2 separate regions of the Dromaius novaehollandiae genome follow, and region 2 is linked to region 1. Evidence: chromatin contacts called from public Hi-C data. All regions are on one chromosome and are shown on one strand. The core of a region is the stretch at or near the end of the contact, and the rest is flanking DNA. Distances in the headings are between cores, read along the strand shown.

Evidence for each region. A called contact is a pair of places that touch in the nucleus more often than the background predicts.
Region 2: a Hi-C map of brain shows a contact between it and region 1, with 14 times the contacts expected there. The contact joins two enhancer-like sites. A contact is called at or near these places in 2 of 4 Hi-C or Micro-C datasets (brain and liver).

The regions. Positions count from the first base shown.
Region 1 is chrZ:12,453,090-12,459,201 of bDroNov1.hap1, reverse strand. No RefSeq gene overlaps it. Among named protein-coding and RNA genes, the nearest start is that of KLF4, 16 kb to the left of the region's middle. Within about 2 kb of position 3,026, at least 2 of the 2 cell types and tissues checked have open chromatin away from gene starts, as enhancers often do.
Region 2 is chrZ:12,770,137-12,776,248 of bDroNov1.hap1, reverse strand. No RefSeq gene overlaps it. Among named protein-coding and RNA genes, the nearest start is that of KLF4, 300 kb to the right of the region's middle. Within about 2 kb of position 2,273, at least 1 of the 2 cell types and tissues checked has open chromatin away from gene starts, as enhancers often do.

The DNA.
Region 1 (6,112 bases), core at 1,777-4,276:
AAATCTATACAAAATACATATGTTCTTGGCAGGGCAAAAAAAAAAAAAAAAAAAAAAAAGTTAAGCTTTCCATTTGGAAGGGATTTGGGCCTTGCAATTAACCAATGTTTTTGCTTCTTTCCTGTGCTCTGTCTTTCCACATACACATGAGAGGGGGAAACACAGACTTGTTAAGGCTATATCCTTAGTCATCCCTACTGTTGTGTGCGAGGGCACAGGACTCATGGCCAGGAGTGGGGGTAGCAGCAGGGAATAGGGCCCTTTTGAGACAGTAGGTTTTGACATCTAATTTGGGACCTTGAGGCATGCCTCTGCCTTCCTTGCTGCTCTGAACACAGCCAGCGTAATCAGCAGCAGGCTGAAAGGGTGCTAACACGTACGTATGCATGCACATGCACTAACCCCAAATGAGGAAGTACAGGGTCCCTACAAGACTATTTTTAACAAGATAGCTTGGTTTTAGGGCAGCTTGTGTGAAACCCAGAGAAGAAAGTGCATGGCCCATAGACCTCTCTGGGCAGCCTCCCCCAGCACTGAGTGAGGGAAACTTTGCTCTGTTGTAAATACACAAGCGCAGAGACCAGTGTGCTGTGCACAGCCAAGGCGGACAGTCCTGCCGATGCCCCCGATACCGGTGGGCTACCAGTGCAATGGTGTCTGCCAAGGCAGCACCACAGCATCCTCGTTCGTACTCAGATGAACAGGAAATCACGCCTGGAAATAAGAGCTGTCATTTCAGCAATTGCCTCCCTCCAGCAGTGAAGTTCATCCACGGGGCTGATGGGTTACCAGCCTCTGGGACACCACTTCGGTAGAAAGCCTAGAGGAAGTTCAATGCTCTGCGCCCCATGCCAGTGCCAACCAATGCCAAAATGAACACGTTACATGCCCCTGTCAGAGGAAGTGAATCCAGCCCTTTCCTTTTTGAGAGCAGCATGTTGCTTGCATTTCAGAAATAAATCATAACTGCCCTGCTTTAATGCCTGAATAGTCTCATAAAGAGGCTTGGACTTTCAGAGGCAAAGTAATCAGCACCCTTATAACTGCACATACTGCACATACTTCATAGCATCTTCAGTCAGTAAGACGTCCAGAATCATTAGTCACTCATGAAAACCTTCAGCTGTGTTTGTGTTCTTCCTTGTGTTCTGGTTTTGGCAAGCACGTATGTTACCCAGGGTTTGTTCATCATGCCTCGGGGGCTGCTCACATGTTTCATTACCTGGCTGAATCAGGCCCTACAGAGACACAGCTGTCCATGGTTGCTGAATGCAGAAACCATGACAGAACTCACATGAGCAGAATTTGGCCCAGCTGGAGTCGGAGCAACAAGCAAGAAAGAGTTACTGCCCTTCTCCTAGGTGAGAAAACCTGTATGCTGCTTTTTTCAGGAGTGAATAACCACTAATTGAATGCTGAGAATGATCATGTTTCCAGCTGTTTGGAAAATCTTTTCTTTCCTTTTAATGCTAGTGTTCTGTATAAGGAAAACAACATGAAGTTTTGCTGGTAGAACATGAAAGAAGGTATTAATATGAGGTACCACTTGCTTGTTCTTGGAGGCTGGATGAAAGCTTTTTAGCAAGCCTTAGCAGACTAGACAACACTTTGCATTCACATCTGTCAGGCTTAGAAATGTTGAGATATTCCAGCAGTGTAAGTAAGTGGGTTTTAGAGCAGGTGCAGACTTCACCCTAAAAGTCTCTTTTCACTGAAGGAGTAAGGCAAAACAAACAGAACGTAAATGAGAATCGGGCAGCGCAGGTAAGAGCTAGACTGCGAGGCCTCGGCAGTCCAAGAGGATCGGAGCGGCTCGTCAAGCCCATGATTAATTGTTTTCGAGTGCCCCCGTGAGGCCTGCAGCTCCCGAGGAGCTCAGCCCTGCGCACCTCCCTCCGGCGCCGACCGCCCCGCGCACCGAGCGGAGCACCGGCAGCTCGACCCCTTACACCGGCACGAAAACGGACTGGGAGACGCCTGAGGACGACCAGAGGCAACACCTCGGAAACAGCGCTCGGGCTGACATTGGCCTCAGGGCATTTTAAGCAGCCTGCTAGTTTTTGATGTGTGCCCCGGAGGCGAAACGTGGCCCTCTCGGAGATGAGTGAGCCTACGCCAGCCCCCAGTGCCGCGGTGCGGGGGTCTCCGGGGACGGCTCCCTGAGGTCTGCGCGGGGCGGGCTGGATGGCTCTGCCCAGCTCAGTGGTCCCTTTCTGCTGTAAAAACCGAAGGAGAGCACTCAGCTCAGCACAGCAAAAGGCTGCCTGCCTAAATCAACGTGCATGCAGCAGTTCTTGGCTTTTAGCTGTGCGCTTCATCAGTCCATGAGGTTGGAGGCTCTGTAACGTACATCAAATATGTAACGCTCTCCTCCACGTGCTGGCATTCAGGTCGGGTTGGTTTATTTATATCATTTTTATATATAACTTGGAGGATGGAATAAAAGCTGTATTTTCATCTTACCCTACAAAAATGGCCAGAAGAAAGGTCAGGCTCAGAATCACTCAGAGATGTCTGAGATATCTAAGTATGGCCAACAGTGTTTTGGGAGGAAGTGTTCAGTTGGTTAAAAACAGGTTCAGGCACTAGTTTGCGACTCCAGAGACCTGGCGTCAATTCCCAGCTCTGCCACAGACTCTCAGGGTGACCTTAGGCAAGCTATTTCCCTCCCAAAGCACTTTCATAGTACAGAGAAGGTAAAAATCCTATTTCATGTGAGTTTTGCCTTTGACTTGGTGGAGCCAGATTCCACCCACACATTTCAGAGCTTAAAAATTAAATACGGGCTTAAGCACCTTGCTGAATTAGTGCCAGAGCCTCCCTGTGTTTCAGTTTCCTACATTCAGAAGAGGAACAAGGATCACTTCCCTATTCCCACCTGCTTTGCATGCTTAGTCTGAAATCACTTTGGCACAGGACTGAGCATAATGACTGGGATCGTGCCTGTGTTTGCCTGTTTCCCTGCTAAACTACAGCTGGAGTGAGAGTCAGGTTTGTTGGAGGGCTCGCTCTCGGCTGCCTTAATTTACATCTGGACACGATCACGCTTCGCTCAGCTCTTTGCACGGAGAGAGGCTTTCAAACCTGCTGGCACATAACTGCGCCTGACATTAACAGAGAAAAATCAGCACCTGTGTTTAGACAAATAGTTACATTTCTAGTAGAGGCATTTAAGGGATCGATTACTAGAAGGCTGCCTCCTAGGTTTTTGATCAAACGGACTGTTGTGGCAATATACAGCTATGTGCATATAACTGGCACCTTAGAAAGCTCCACTAAACAGGATATTCCTGTTGGCAAAGAACTGCATATTTGCTTAAACCAACAGTTGTAGGTTTCTGCAGTCCTTGACAGGTACAAACAAGGAACCATACTGGTAATTGAGGGGAGGAAGGATCACTGTGCCGAACAAGAAATACACTTTGGCATTTACATGCATATCTCAGATACGTTCCACAAGGTAAACAAATATAGCATAAAAGCATATTTGGCTATTCAAATGACCTAATTGTTCCTATTATGATGATGTCTCCCAGCAGGTATTTAGTAATTGACTTTTCGTGCATCGGGAAGAGAACTTTTCACTGTCTGTTTCAGGATTGCTCCTGATTACATCACTGCAACTTTCAAGGGTGTTTTTTTGGCGGGGGGAGAACTATTTGAAATGAAAATAGCACCTGGTTCTCACTGTCACTCCAGGCTGTTTTTGTCACCAGTGATGTTTACAGGGCCTTCAGCTGGGCACACACAGCACGGTAAGGCCTCCTTCGGCTCCTGTGAGCACGGGTGGGTTGGAGCCAGATGGCTGAAGGGCTTCCCTGCTCCGGGTTCGGGACCTGCTCTGCCCCACATGGCCGATGCACTGGGAGCAGCGAGGCTCAGCCTTGCACACAGCTGCCACTACTTGCAACCTGAATATGCAAAGCAATAACCAAAGAGGGCCTAAGTGAGATTCAGGTTATTTAAGCCTCAAGTGCATATGCATGGCTCCAGCCTGGCGGTTACAGCCAGCATCAATCCTACGAGTATGACTGAGCCCCTCCAGGACATTCAGCGAACTACTCGCCCTCCATACTAGGTTTTTGATTTCAGTGTTACATATGTCAAGCAGTTTGTTTAGCTCTTCTGAAGAGGAAGTGAAAGGTCCACAGGGGAAGCAGAAAGCAAACAGGCCATTCAATCTAGCAACGCTCCATGTTGAAGGCATGCATTAGAACAGCAGGGAGATTTCAGACATTTGAATGATAAAATGGTTATTAATGGTTTTCTAGTTATGAGAACAAATTTGTTCTGGTCATATGGCAACAGCTAGCAAGCTGAATCATTACCAGTAAAATAAATACTTGTGGTAAAATAACCTTTGCCCCCATATTGGAGTGACTAAGATGAATCTAATCAGTTAATTTATTTTACTGATATTGTTTACAAAACATCGGGAACTAGCACAAAATTTCCCCATGTATTGGTTGTTGAATGTGGTTTGAGGGTTATCTTCATGGAAAAAAGTCAGATGATTTGCAAAGATTTAAAAAGCACAATATTAGTTGACTGTGAGGCAATGTAGAACCTATGGTCACCCTTCCGATCCTTCAGAGCCGATATAGCTAACCAACCACGTAAAGGGCCACTGCTGAATGTCATGTTGGCATGCAAGCAAAGAAGCAACAAAGAGCGCCTGCCATCAGCAAGTGGCTACTTGGACTGTCTTGCCTAGGTGCACAGCTTGAAATTAGCCAGTATTCAGACACATGTGCAACTCCCTCCCCCCCAAAAAAAACAAAGAAACAAGCACATTTCATACATAGTTGTGCTAGTTAAGTGTAATAATGGGATTATTCACAAGCACCAAACAAATGACAGAGGGACAAGAGCTGAAAACAATCTTCCAAACACTATTTGTATGGGTTTGCCAAACTTGGTTTCAGGCCCAGTATACTCCCAATAGCATGCAAAATTTTCAGCCAGGGTTTACAGGACTTGGAGAGATAGCAAGAGTTTACTTTTTAGAAATAAGCCAGAGATCTTGCAGCTCATCAGGAGACACAGTTAAAAATGGCATAACCCATATTTTTTCCATCATCCTGGGCACCTTAGGAATGGACAGGCCCCAGGTACCTGCCCAGATGACACCAGGCTCCCACAGGTGCCCTCTGGGCCATGGCGGTTTGGGGAGCCCAATCTGGGCTCACGCTGAGGCAGTCCCACGGCTGCTGCATGTCCTGCCTCGCCAGGCTCAACAGGGGCCTGAAAGGCCTTTAACACAAGAGGAAATAGATTTAGGGGGGAAAAAAGAAATGGGGGAAGGAGTTAAAAATCTTAGTGTCTAAAAATGGTACCCTAAAACCATCTCAAGGCTTTGCAACAAGCAGCCCAATTTTAAAAGATGCAGTACACTAACATTTCTGAAAGCACAGCCCTGGCTCCTGAGATGCTAAGAGCTGTGCATGGACAAAGGGGCCTCGATTTTGTTTGGGCTTGAAGGCACTACCGTCATATAAATAGCCACCAAACATTTCAAAGCCTTTGAAAACATTTCATTTTAATTTAACATTTTAATGCTAGGAATGGGCTAGGGTTTAGGTGTGGTGGTTTCACATATTTTTAGAACCTGTTTATCCATTAAGACTCTAGGAAGGCAACTCACAATACTTTCAGTGACTCCAAAGATGCTGTAATTTCTGCTTCTTTGCTTTCTGAATATGATTAAGTTAAATTCTTGTCTCCATCTCAAGCTGTTTCCTTGCGAGATACTTGCAGGCCAGCATCACAGGACTTTATTTTGTTTGGTTTAATTTCAAATCAATGGCTGAGCTGGTAAGCAAAGACTTGACAACCTAATTTATATCCAGAACAACTTAGAGCTACCTTAGTAACATGCTTTCCAGTTAACTTTTGTATTTTTGTCTTCTTTTATTAATATGATAACTGAATACTCACTAATAAAAGATCTCCTGTCCTCACAAAGCCTGCCACGCTTATGTTCTTAGCTTGCCACTTTACAAAGTGAGGTACTTTAAAAGTGGAAAATTAGCAAAGAAAACATCACTCAGACTGGTAAATCAGAAACCAACTTTCAGCTTCCAGCTCATCCCAGGGGAACAGGTTTTTAAAT
Region 2 (6,112 bases), core at 1,024-3,523, 320 kb before region 1:
TATCAAAGAGGTGAAAGTGTTGTCATCAAAGGTGCTGCACCTTTCCATGACAGTGTGGGCTCCTCATTGCCAGTGAGTGGTTCAGGGCAAGAGTTTGCAAAGATCCATCTGAAGGTGAACCCCTTCAAGCCAAACAAAAGCTCTTCAGCAGGGTTTGGTTCAGGCCTGCAGCCCCTGCCAGAGAGGAAGACCCCATGCTTGTGTGTGGATGGAGAAAGATGGAGACATGACAACTGAAGTACGTTTCAGTGTAAGGTCCAGATCAGCAGATATGTATGAGAACCTGGCTGGACACAGGGTCTCTGTATTCCCCTGAGGCTTTAATACCCTTCACAGCAATTTTCTGGGCCTGCACCAAGGTGTGCCTTCTCCAGAGAGGGGCAGGGAGAAGAAAGTCTAATGGTAATTTGGGAACTTGAAGATTCAGCCCAGCACTGCCTTGTATGTTCTCCAGCTGTTGCCAATTCAAAGGCCACTCTCTTTTTTTGCAGAAAGAGAATGATGAATCTGAATGAGGTCAAGAGGTCCCGTAAAGAACAAAGACCCCAAAAGGAAGACAGCCACGGACAAATTCAGCAGCTGCCAAATCCATTAGTTTATTGATGGTACCACTAGATGGTATCCATTCTCCAGCTTTCACAGGTTTTTTTGCCTGTTGCTTTGTCAACCCGTACAGGCACAAAAGCACTCATATTTATCCTAAATATGCTTAATCCAGTACATTGAGAGTCAGTGTAATCAAATGTGTATATATATTTTTTGTTGTTGTTGTTTTTGCTTGTGTTAGGCTTTTCATTCATGACAAACAATGCAAAAAGAGGCAACTCAGTGCATCCATAGCATCCATCCCAGCTACTTAGTGCAGAACTTTCCATCCAGGAACAGGAATGCTAGTTTGACAGCCAGGTCTCCCAACAGCATGTTTCAGCCTCTGAGCACTTTTGTACAAGTCTGGTAAACATGCTACCCAAGGACGACACATGGCTGTGCTGTGTAAAGCAAGAGGTGTGTGAACAGGCTAGCATTCAACAAGCAGGGAGTCTAAAAACATCTTCTAAACTTAACGTTCTCCAGTTAAATACAATGCAAGCAGCCACAAGCAAAATCTTTAATTTCTTAGTAGGGACATCAGCTAAGGGAGTGATTGAGGAGTTATCATTCAGCTGGATTAGATTACAATGAGCAGCTTGCACTTTCTGGTTAATCTAGTAACAGGTGGACTTTGTTTATTTTCCATACTTTAGGGGGAGATCCCATTTGGAATTAGCTCTAAATTTCACTAGTGCTTTCAGCCTCTTTGACTTTAATGATTTGACTTGGAAAGTAGCTCTTTAAAGTCCTTCATCTTAAAAGCAGCACAAGGAAAGGCTCTGTTACCGTAAGTCATTACGAGGTTCTGTTTTGATTCCCAGTGTATTTTTTTTCAGAACTTTAACACACAAAAATGCTTACTCATAAAATGATAGAGTGCACATTTTCTGCAAAACATTGACCTGAATTTCTCTGGACTTTTTATCATCTTGTAGCTGTATTTTTTAATGCTTCTTTTTTCCTATACCTAGATGTGATTTTAACCTGTGCTTTACTTTTCCTTATTAATGAAACCCTGGAGTCAGACAGTACTTTGCTTTACAAATGTGTGCTCTTCATAATAATAAAATGATGGCAAGAGTTAATCTGTCATTTATTCTGGCAAAAAAGCAAGGGACTCTTTTATCCTCATTGACTTTCTGAGTTCTGTCACTCTTATTCTAGGTTTATCAGGAAACAGGGAAAAGATATTTTGGCAAAAAGAGCAGATGCAACACCACTGCTAGGCTGAAATCACAGGAAAACACTCAGCCCTCACTTCTGAAAACCCAGTACTTTCCCCCTCTGGACTGGACAGAAAGAGACTAAACCCTTGCATTAACAACATAGCTCCTAAGCACCTCCCCAGGGACCTGGAGGAGCAAAAAACTACAGCTGACTATGGAAGTCCATGGTGGTTTCTGATTCTGGCAGATTAGAAAAAAGGAAAGCTTTGCAGAAAAGCATTTGTCAGGACATAATTAGAGGGAAAATATTATGTGTTAGGTAAGAGAGCCCACAAAATGTTCCACACTTCTTTGTGCTTAGAATTTGTTATCTTATTTTAGAGTACCAGTTTATGTTAGCAACTTCTTGCACGTGTGTATATCCATTACTGTGTCTATCGAGCACACACACCATAGTGGTGCCTAGACAGAAAACCGCTGTTCTGTGCAGTATATGTGGTAAACAGGTATTCCGACCTTGAAGAGTTTACGAGCAACTAGGTTCAATTTTATGGAGCACATGGGGGATTTCAGAGCTCATGTTTCAAGCAGTTTCTTTTTTGTCTCCAATACAGTTCTCTGTGGAATCACCTGTGGCCTGCGGGACAATGTCGCAGCCTACTTGGGATTTCACTTGATCTCTGATTATGGTGCTTTCCAGAATAACCAATTTTCCCCAGTAGATATGCAATAAACTTTGTAAAGCAAAGTTTAGTTTTCTTGTCTTCAGTGTGTTAGTATAACCAGAAATATGGTGGCCCAGAAAGACTGCTATAAACCATGGAAAATCAAGCTTTTTTGTGGGGCATTCAGAACACATGAGCTGGTTCTAGCCACGGGTTTCTGAAAATAGCCCACATCTTAGTGGTTGTGACAGAGAAAAAATCTCGGCTTGCGTAACGACTCACATAACAGCATTAACTATTTATTTGTAATTATATATTTGCTGTCCTGACAACATACAAGACAGGGAGGAAAGCAGAATACTGTACAGAAGAGCAGGCTGATGCGACGTTCAGAATTTGCATTGTTCTGAGGACTTGTTTGACCTGTAACCCTCTGCCTCAGGCTTTTGCTATTAATTTCACAGACTGAAAATCACCTACTTGTTTATCTGCAAACTTATATCCTTGAACCACGAAGTCAGAATGAAAAGGGTCAAAGATGCAAGTGCCGCCATCAAATGCATACTGAACCCTAGTAGGGTCGTGCTGATTTATGTCAGCTCTGGAAAAGGCTGTGAGAGCACGTGATGATAATAAGCAGTGGTGCATGTTAATTAGGCAAACATTTCCTCTGCCTAGCCTAAACCAAACTCCTCTAAAGACTACCTGCTCAGCAAAGAAGCTGAAATCCTTCCACAGATTTAGATGAGCAAAAGGCATGCTCTGAATCTTTTCCAAAATGATGGACTCCTTTGCAGGCAAGATATTTGTTTCATCTCAATCTGGGGTCTATGAGAAAACAAGTAAACAAAACAGAATCAAAATGAAAATTGTCATCATTTTCTAAATGGGGCTGATGAAACCTCAGTTCCCCTGGATTTGCAATTCCCTATTGGATTCTCTGATATCTCATAATATACAGGCTCCAGTTAAAGGTTTTCCTGCAGTTGGGGTACGTATGGAAACAGTCTTCTGTGATTTTTTTCTAACACCTAAGTTGCAACTTCACACTGAAGCTTTGAAAGTAGAATTTGTCGTACTTGAATCTGCCCTCCAGCTTCCTAATTTCACAAAACTTTTAAGCACGTTGCATCTGCAAGACTTCCAAATCTCTTTGTCAAATTGTCTTGAAACTGGCTAGTGGATTTTGAAAGTCATGAGATAAGTGTGCAGACTGATGTACAAAGAGACAGCTAGACATACACATAACATGACAATTTTTTCCTCTGGCTTCAGGCAGGAAGACTGACACAGCGCAGTGATTATAGAGAGGGCTAGACATAAAAGTCATTATGGTTATTTAGAGCTTAACTTAGACTACACAGAACAAAGAACTGCCCTACTCCAGCGACACTGGCTTGGAGTTTACTGTATGCTGGGCATCTGCATATATTTCCTTAGTGTAGGGTGCAAGGCATTGGTGAAAATGTGGCCCAGACTCTGCAGAGTAAATCGTCTGTAATTGGTACAAGACAGTGAATAATTTTTTATACAGGAAAGGAGGAAAAAAGGAGGAGGATACAGCATCTCAAACTATTGGGGTTTTTTTGTTTTCCTGGAGAGGGCAACTATGCCTACATCTTTGTGTTAAGCCACAGCTACTCCCTCTCAATATTTTTTTCTTTCTTTCTTTAAGCTCTGATTATTAACATACTTAGCTTCTACAAAAATATTCCTCAGCTGAACAGATGAGGCTTTTATGCTCTGAAATCAATGTAAATCATTCCAGAATCTCCCTAAATAATTTTGTGAATTGCAATTGAGATTCTAGGATTTAGTAAGGGTAGGTATACAGGATAGTTCAATCCCTTAGAATTTGGAAAAAGGGGAAGAGTAGATTTTAGGACTCATAGTTCAAACAAACAAACAAACAAAAACTCTTTCACTATTTAAAAGTGGGGATTGTGGTTTGCTTTGCTTCAGAGAAACTCAGTTATTTCCTGCATCTGAACCAACTATGCCAGCCTTTGGCCGTATTCTAACCTGTTGGTAACATGTTTCCATATATAACAAAACTTGCACCAGACAAAGTAGACAGTGCAAGAACTGTGATGTGCACAGCTGTTTGGAATCCTCTCCTAGTCCTCTTTCTACCCGTAAGTGATGGCAAAAGAAAATGGATTTATATACAAGGAAGTGGAATGATGTAAAAGTCATTCATGGTATTTTAGCCCATATTTGCTTCATGTGAAGATTACTCTGGCCTACCTCAGACTCCTACGTTCCTGTGTCTTACATGGATTTCAAAAACTCTTCATTCTCAGCTAAAAGATTAAAATGCCCAGAGGTATTGCTTGGCCACTTACCACTTGTATTTTTTTAAAGATAAATAATACTGCCAGGTGATCCAGGGCTTCCAACAAGGAAACAATTTGTATGCTCTGTTTTAAAACAGAGCTGACTCTATGCCAGAAACAAATAGTCTGTACTTATCTGATATATTACTCCTCAAATGGATAGCTTGACACAACTCAAAGAGAAGATGAATAATATGGACCACACAGACTTAAAAAAAGTCAAGCTGTACTCTCCCTGCCTCTAAACAAATGTGGGATATCTCACCCTGATATATTTCAGCCCTGTGCCAATATTTCACTCAACCACATCTACCAAATGCAGCCTGAGGGTGTCAACACTGGGTATTAATAATAATACTGCTGTTTTGGCATTCACTTAGGTTGTTCATTATTTTTAGGATGGGATGTCTAAAGATCCCAGTCAAGATTAGAAGACAAACAGCCTAAACAATATACAGCTTGAGAAGGTCTAACTGCTAAGCCAATATCATAAATATATATATCCCTAAACTCCAGTTGTGATGTCTGCATTGGTCTACAGGAAAAGCTAGAGATGTTCTGATACACACAGTTTGTTAAAAAGAAGATTGAGACTATTTGAACACCAGTTATGTGAAAGATGAGATGGCTTCCAATAGAAGATCATTCTTTAATCTAACCGATAAAGGCCCAACAAGATACAACAGGTGAAGCTAGACAGATTCAGACAAGAAATATTAATTACATTATTAAGGAAGGATGGTTAAACACTGGAACAACATATGTTTCTGTGGTAGAGATGTCCTTATTGAAGATACAGAGTAAAATCCTGTCTCCAGTTATGCCATCAAGAAGTATGGGAGACACATGCTGGGTGTTTGCTAGAAAGATGTGTTCCAAAGCCAAAAGCAGAGAAAGGGTTAGTGGAGAAATTATGGAGATCTATGAAGTATATTTTTCAGGAGGTAAGACTAGGTCATCACAATAGTTGTGTGTTGTCCAAAACTCCTGGAATAACAGACAGCCTTTGCCCATGCATCTATCTGTCCAAAGAGGGGATATTCGACAGAAGCACTCAGAGGACACAGAAAGACAAAACGGCTTCTCCACGATCAAAAATAGGGCATCACCATGACTAGACCTCACCTCTCTTTACTCTTAAAACACGTGTTCTCAGGTAGACCGTACGGCCTCCAAGTTTGTTACACATGCCTATTTGTGGAACATCTGCCTTATATTAAAACTACTAGCCATTTCAGTAATTAGATTCCCACAGGATTTTGTCCAGAAACTGGGCAAGATCTGTTGTTAAGTGATTTCTAATCTGTTGTTAACTGTGTCCAACTCGGGCTCAGTATTTTGTTCCTGCGTGAAT